Regions from separate parts of the Triticum aestivum genome. Here region 1 is linked to region 2. A link is a contact called in public Hi-C data. All regions are on one chromosome and are shown on one strand. Each heading gives the region's core, a stretch centred on a gene start, on an enhancer-like site or on the middle of the called end of the contact. The rest is flanking DNA. Distances are from core to core; before and after follow the strand shown. Region 1 has its middle 170 kb from the start of LOC123045071. Region 2 holds the start of LOC123045071.

Region 1 (3,749 bases), core at 258-2,757, 170 kb before region 2:
CCCCCCGGTGAAGTAGGTCGACACGGTGGCCATCGGGCCCTTGGTTGCTACTGCCGTAGTTGGGAAACGGCGCGCCGGGTGGCCTTGGAAGGATCGGAGGCAGCTCCGAGGGCTTGAGGGTGAGGACGGGGTTGCGGGCGATGGTGTCGATCTCCTTGCGTACCTCCCCCATCTCCTGACGCAGATCGGTGAAGGACCGCTCCAGCTCGGGCCGCCACGCCGCCAGATCCGCCACCGCGGGCTGGATCTTGGCAAAGATGGTGTTGGACGCCACCACGGCCTTCATGATTGACGCATTCTGCTCCTGAATCGCCTTGAGCGCCGCCGCCAACTCCTCCACCCTCTGCTCCATCTCTACCGCCTGCCTCTGCTGCCGAGTGGTGTAGGTGGGTTTCTGTAGGTAATCCGGTGGATCTGATACCATATGTCATGCCCCTCTTACTCGATTCAAGCTTCCATGGAGGATTACAGCGAATTTGGCTAGGGTTTATGGGGAAGAGAAGGGGATCGGGAGGAAGGAGGAAGATACAGGGGAAGGGAAACAGGGAGAAGGTTCGACCAGCTACAATTCCGTGCCTCTCTACTCGGACCCGGGTCCATTTAACCCTTCGCTACATCTCCCAAGTCGACGGGTCGTAGAGCCTGTTGGGCCGCTTGCTCCTCTTGGGCCGTCCGGTGGCGCTGGTGGGCTCTGGAGGGACTGCTGACATAGTAGGGCCCATGACACTTCTGCACTCCAGGTACATATTGATGCACGTTTGAGAATTATGATGTGTGAATATTTGCAATGTCATATGCTCTGAGGTGCTCTTGCAGTCCTGCTCATAGGCAGGTTGCGCAAGGCTGTAATCTTATAGGCATCTCCTTGCCCCTACTGCCTATATGTAATCTTCAGGTCGTTTGTTTGTTTCAGCCTCTCCTTGGAGAACCTGTTTCATTCAAATTTTATCGACAATTCTTGAAATTGGCTTAGATATATTACTTCCTCCGTCCCATAATATAATACACTAGTGTAACAAAAGCTCTTATATTACCGGATGGAGGGAGTAAATCTGAATAATGTTATTGTTTTAGATTTCGTACCTAATTAGTCGGAATAAAGAGCTACAGCATGGTAATAAGCTTAATCAATTGTATCTTTTCAGATCGTGCTATGGGCAGACTGCCATCGCCATGAGGACCCACTGTCATCCTGTAACAAGGACCTGCTGCCCTTGGCTTGTTGCATCTAGTCTAGAAATAAAAATGACAGGAGCCACCCAGCCTCCTCACCGCTCGGGATTCCTGACCGTCGGATTTGTCTTCTGATTCGTTCTGAACTGTATGATCTCGCTTGGGAGAGATCTCGTCCGTTGGATCAAGTCGGATCACTGCTACAATGAATAGTAGTTTCCATCCGTTTTTCCTTACTGGTTTTGTTTACTCCGGAATTATTGTCTTACCTTGCTGACGTGTGGGGTCGATCCCTGGTGGGCAGTGCCGGTTAGCGACTGTGTCTGCGAGCGTGGTCTGTGTGTTATTTAGTGTAGAAGTATTCATGCCACCGCCTGTAAAACTGGATGGCCGTCGAGGGTATTTTGGACATTTTGCGTACCCCTATAAAACCGAAGCAGCAGCTACTAAAACCCTAGCCGGTTCCTCCCCTTGCACGGTCGTGCTGCCTCCCCTCGTCCAGCCCTCTCCCCGACCTCGCCGCCCCACACATACCTCCGCTTGCCCAGCCCTCTCCTCGACCTCGTCGTCCCACCCACATCGCCGCCACCGACGCCCCTTAGACCTCTCCATCGCGGACCTCTCTCCTTGTCTTCCTCGCACCACGGCGCCCGCAACCTCCTCCCTTCCATCAATAGAAGGGAAGGAAAGAGAAGAGGGAGGGCGAGCGCGTCAGACGGCGGCCATGGCGGCGCCGTCGTCCAACCTCGGCCTCAGAGTGCTGACCTCTCTCCTCGTCTTCCTCGCACCATGGCGCCCGCAACTTCCTCTCCCTACTGTAAACATAAGGGAAGGAAAGAGAAGGAGGGATGGCGAGCACGTCAGACAGCGGCCATGATGCTTGCAGATTCGTCGGCGCCGTCGTCTGACCTTGGCCTTCGAGTGCTTCTGCTCGGCGGGCATGACGGTATGGCCTGCCTGCTCCGCGCCCACACCATGGCCTGCTCGGGACGCCGCCCCTCTGCTCCATTTTTGGTCCTCTTCTGTTAGAGTGCTAGGTATACGACGGCATGGGCCATTTACCAACACTACAAGAGCAGTTTGATGCAGATAGGGCAACTCCCGTCCTGGAGAAACTACGGTCGACTCCTGGTCCTCGCAGCTATCCTTTCACCCTCCCACGTCATCAAAGAAGCCCATTGCACATCCTCCTGGTACCACCACGAACATCCACTCTTCATTGGTAGTAGTACATTGTAGCAGTACATCCTGGCCAGAGGCATGCCAATGTTCTCGAAGTAGACTAGAAGTGGACCGGAGTACTGGATGTTTGGACCACGGTTGCATCCTCAACTTTTTTGAGTAAAATTGGGGGAGGCAATCTCTGTATTTGGCCGGTTGCTTCATGTCTAGTTATGGGGGAGCAGTTCAGGTTAATGAAGAGATGAAAGTGGAGCGTTGGAGCTGAAGATTGAGGAGGGTGGTTGTACATAAAGTGGACTAGGCACGACGTGCTTCTAATTATTGCAGCGAGAAGATGTCCAGAGCATACGGGTCGCAAGGTGCCGAAAGCATCACCAGGCATTAAGCTGAGGCCATTGACCTATAAGGCTATAACTGATATTATGTAAGTTTCTCCCTCAATGTTGGATTCTTATGTACTAGCCCATCCCTGTTATCTCGAGAATCCAGTTCCCATACTGCTTGAAGGTCCGTCAGAAAACCAGGAAGGATATCAGTTTACACTGTTTGACCCCGTCTCATGGCATCTGTGACGTACATCAGTTCAATTTATACGTGTCCATTTTGCAAATTGTTGCATTCTGATAAACTGCAAGCATATGCACAGATGGAAGTGCAATCTGAAGGTAAAAAGGATATGTAATGCTATACATGTTGTGTGTATAAGAATAAAAGGGAATATATCATCGGATGGATTATTGATGCTTTGTGTCATTCTGCAATTAGCGTCATGGTTATTTAAGATAGAAGTGGAATGTTAATTGGCTGGTAGTGGCATGTTCAAGCATTTCTTTTATGCACAGAAGGTGCTGCATAAAAACAAATTCTTATACATGTTGTGTGTATAAGAATAAAAAGAAGTGGAATGTGTATTGGCTGGAAAAAAATTCACATACAGGAGTAATAAAGCATTAATTTTTATGCAGCACCTTCGGTTATAAGAATTTGTTTTCTAATTCTTGATGGTCAATCACAGGACATTAATTTTTGTTTGCTTTACAATTTTTCAGGAGTAATCAAATGTTAATTGGCTGGTAGTGGCATGTTCAAGTATGGAAAATGATGAGCTCCTACTTCTTTTTATGCCAGCTCTATTTAGTAGGTGAGCTGCGACCTTCTTCCCCACATGTCTGTGGTAATCAGTTATCCTCGAGAGGGAATTGTGATTGTGATTAGTATCTTTAGACCTTGGCCATATTCGTCAGTACTCACGATATTCTTCATTTCTCCTCATTTTTTAAATGTATTGACCTCTGGTATATACAACTGAAATCGATGTGCCAAACAACAAGAAATAGAAGTAACAAGGGATATCTATATATCGGAAGATTTTGAGTGCCATTTTATTAGAGTAG
Region 2 (4,081 bases), core at 413-2,912:
TAATTACTAGCATCTGTTCTTTTGATTTGTGACATCGATGGATATATTCATATGCCCAACCAAGACAGTCCTGGATCACTCTGTTCTTGAGGAATCCATATTGGTTAATGTGTACCATTTGAAGAATAACTCTTTGCAATCTATTGGCCAACAACTTGGTAATTATCTTAAGAACTCCATTTAGCAAAGAAATCGGTCTGAAGTCATTAGGGGAAACTGGCACTTCCTTTTTTGGGATCAGGGTAATGAAGGATGTGTTGATGCTTTCAAGATTTACATTACCAGCATGAAAAGCCATGATAAGCTCAGTGATATCCATTTTAATGATGTCCCAACAAGCTTTAATGAACTCATTTTAAAATCCATCAATGCCTGGAGATTTGTCTATAGGAAGGTTTTTTTACCACATCATCAATTTCCTCCTATGTAAAAGGCTTCTCAAGATCTTGGAAAACCTCAGGCTCCACTCTTTGTTGACAAACCACGTCGCAAAACTTGGTGACGCTAGTCTGGATAGTGTGTCAGTAGTACGACAACGACCTCACGTTGCAATGTTGAATGATCTACACGTCGTAGGGTGCAACGTGCTTTCGTGCGTGAAACATTTCATGCACTTGCTACCAGAAGGCCTCTCCTTTGCTCATGCCTACGAAATTCGCGGATACGTCCAATCACGCATCTCACAACAACTCGTCCTCCATGATCGAGTAGCTCACCATCCTTCATACTCTAAAAAACGACATAACATTTGAAAATAAGGTCAATGACATTTGACCGAAGACTTGCCGGGCATGGTGTCCGCCATGGAGGTCGTCAACAGGGGGCGGAGTGTACCTAGGTACAAAAGGTTACAGGGTGGACAACTCTGTTGTAAAGGCGAGAAGGCCCGTCGGTGCGACTTGTGGACGTCCAACAATGCCTCTGTGGCGGCTGGTGACGTACAACAACGGCGGCAGAGGTGGAGGGTGTGGATGCAAAGTAAGGGGGAGAAGGAGCGGAGTGGAAGACAATAGGATCGGGAAGGGGGATTGGGTGGGCCGGGGGTGTCAGAGTCCTACATGTCTGCTGTCCGGACTCGTGTAAAGTTCCCCCACCTTGTCTCCAATTTACGGGAGAAAACACGTCTGAACCGCCCCGCGGACCGATGCGGACCCGATTTAGATGACTTCCGCGGTCCGGACGGGTACAAGCGGTTTACGGATCCGGCTTGAAGATGCCCTTAGTGACACTCAGAATTCTCCAAAACTAAGCCTGCTTAATTATTCTCATTTTCTTTGTAAGAACCTTTGTATTTGTTTTCTCGTGATTAATTTATAGGCAACTTAATCTACCAATTTCTTCAAATAGCGCGAATCAATTTGTAATTGAATGAGTATCCTCAGTTCACGAGGTTTAAATCCTGATGCTTGTATTATTTTAGATAAAAATACTCAAACTAGCGTCGGCAGGCGGTGGTGGGTACGTGAAGAAAGATCTGAAAAAAAAGAGAGAAAGGAGAGCACCGGCTGGGGTCTAGAGGAGAAGAGAAGGAACGAGTGGTGGAGAAATCGCGGTGGAAAGACAAGGTTTGACCCCAGCCAAAAGCGGTGCGTGGGGCTGCGGTGCGTGTCACGCACGCGTGTCACCGCGCGAGATTAGGCCGTTCGGTGGGCCGGTGTACATCATTTATACCAATCCCAATCCCCAACCAAAGCCCCAAGCCCGCACCGCACCGCACCATGACTCCGCCGCCGCAGCCGCAGCCGCAGCCGAGCCATGACTCGCTGCCGGCGCTGCCCGATGACCTCATCGTCGAGATCCTCCTCCGACTGCCGCCTGACGAGCCGGAGTATCTCTTCCGCGCCTCCCTCGTCTGCAAGCTCTGGGGCAACCTCCTCTCCGGCCGCGCCTTCCGCCGCCGCTACCGCGAATTCCATCAAGCACTTCCCGTGCTGGGATTCTTTCGTAACCTGTCCGGCCTAGCCCGCTTCGTCCCCACTACGGCATTCCGCCCTCCCGACTCCGGCAAAAGCTTCGCCTTCGATTGCCGCCATGGCCGCGTCCTCCTGAGCGACCGCAGCTTCCCGGATTCCTTTACCCTCTGGGACCCCATGACCAACGAGAAGCAGCGCGTGCGCCACCCCGCCATCCGGGGGAGTTGCTACAACGCGGGGGTGTTCTGCGCCACGCCCGGCTGCGACCACTTTGACTGCCATGGGGGTCCTTTCCTGGTGGCCTTCGTCGGCACGGACCCCGACGACGACGGCGCGCGCGCCTGCCTCTACTCTTCAGAGACCGGTGTGTGGAGCTCGCCGTCCTATGTTGAGTTCGGTTATGAGCTCGATTCCTATGTCGACTCGATGCCCCCCGTCATGGTGGGAGACGCTCTCTACTTCACCTGTGGGACCGGCAGCCTGATCCTGCGCTACAACTTGGCCGGCGATCGGGGCCTATCAGTGATCGATGCCATGGACGTTTACGAGGGTGGGGATAACCAGGATGGGGGTGGCGTTGTCATCATGCCAGTGGAAAATGGTGGACTTGGGCTCGCTGTCCTTAACATGTTCACCCTCTACCTGTGGGTGCTGAAGACGGGTCCTGGCAGAGCCGCGCGGTGGAAAAAAAGTGGGGTCATCAAGCTCGATATGCTCTCCATTGGCGACCCAAGGCACTCACTGTGTCTGCTGTCCGCCTTTGCCAAGGGCCGCGCTTCCGATGTCATTTTCGTCAGCACGCATGCTGGTGTCTTCATGATCGAGCTCAAGTCGGAGCAAGTGACCAAGGTGTGCGAGAAGGGATTGTTCAATGTCTTTCCTTACATGAGCTTCTGTACTCCAGGTACTATCCTCAACCTTACCAAGTTCTATACGATTGAACTTTGTGGACATTCCCCCGCAAATAAAAATAAAAAAAGTTTGTGGACATTCAGTCATAATGGAATATATATAGAACTGAGTTTGCAATTTGTAAGATTTACCTAGGCAATCGTCGATACATATATTGTGTTGATGTGCTCTATTGCTCTGTCTCCTTATTTTCTTTTTGATGGCACTGCAATTTTTATATCTCAAAAAAAAATGTTATGAACAAAAGGCTTGAGATAAGCCACAAAATAGGAAAACTGCATATCTATATGTAATCCAAACAAGCAAAGCAAAGCAATATTACATGATCAGCTATTCTTGCAGCCATGACTTAACAAACTCTGCCCATTGTTGCCATTTAAATAAAGGCGCCACGGTCAATGTTATCATTGCTGGTGTAACACATCATGCTACAACAGGGGCGGTCTGAAGTGAAACTGATGGCATGGCGACCCAAGGATGTGGCAACAGAGAAAATTTCTTTAACATTGCAAATCAAAGGCGACAAAATAAGCTTTTTTTGAAAAAGTTAATACAACAAACTAGTCGACACAACACTAACTAAAAGATAACCGGGCTTGGTTTACACAAGTATGCACACATGCAAGAGCATTGTCCAACAAAACTATTCATCTACGACACTAATAACTACTTAAAAAAATATACTACACTAATAACGAGCTAGTAGAAATAACATGTTATGGAGTAAACAACCAAAACATGGTAAATTAGTACCACCAAGTATTAAATTGAATACAGTGACTATGTAACATTTTTTTTAGAAAAGAGGCACTTGCCGGCTTTAGCGAACTGAAGCCCTTTTAGCGTTTACAACAATGGTTCAACACAAATAAAGGGGAAAACATAAGCGAGGTTCGACACAAATCCATCAGGGTCAAAGGCTCAAGAGCCGGCACACACCACAAACTAGACGACAGTGCTACTGCAGTATTGCTTTCATGATTTTAGCTTGGAGATTATTTACTAGGGCAGGTAATGATGCCATTGCCATGCATGCATCCCAGCGCTTAAGTAATATGAGCCATTCACACCTTTGCAAACATGCAAGATGAGGCCCCTCCAGACCAGGGGCCCAAGACGGTTAGCTCTCTGCCCCTGCCTCACTTTGGCCTGGATTACTTCAGAGTTGAGGGTTAAGTTGTTGTGGTATGAGCATAATAATGTTAGAAATATCATTTGATCAGTTGGCCAGTAGTTTGCAGACCATAGAGACATTT

The links. A called contact is a pair of places that touch in the nucleus more often than the background predicts.
Region 1: a contact with region 2 is called in a Hi-C map of leaf, with 5 times the contacts expected there. The contact joins the enhancer-like site here to the promoter of LOC123045071 in region 2. A contact is called at or near these places in 2 of 5 Hi-C or Micro-C datasets (both in leaf).

Annotation. Positions count from the first base shown.
Region 1 is chr2B:390,883,474-390,887,222 of IWGSC CS RefSeq v2.1, reverse strand. It overlaps the pseudogene LOC123045073. Among protein-coding and RNA genes, the nearest start is that of LOC123045071, 170 kb to the right of the region's middle. Within about 2 kb of position 1,507, at least 2 of the 8 cell types and tissues checked have an H3K27ac peak or open chromatin away from gene starts, as enhancers often do. A contact at or near this core is called in leaf, where this site is marked.
Region 2 is chr2B:390,716,475-390,720,555 of IWGSC CS RefSeq v2.1, reverse strand. LOC123045071 reads left to right here and starts at 1,662. Exons shown (of 2, transcript XM_044467996.1): 1 at 1,662-2,817. The coding sequence starts at 1,719.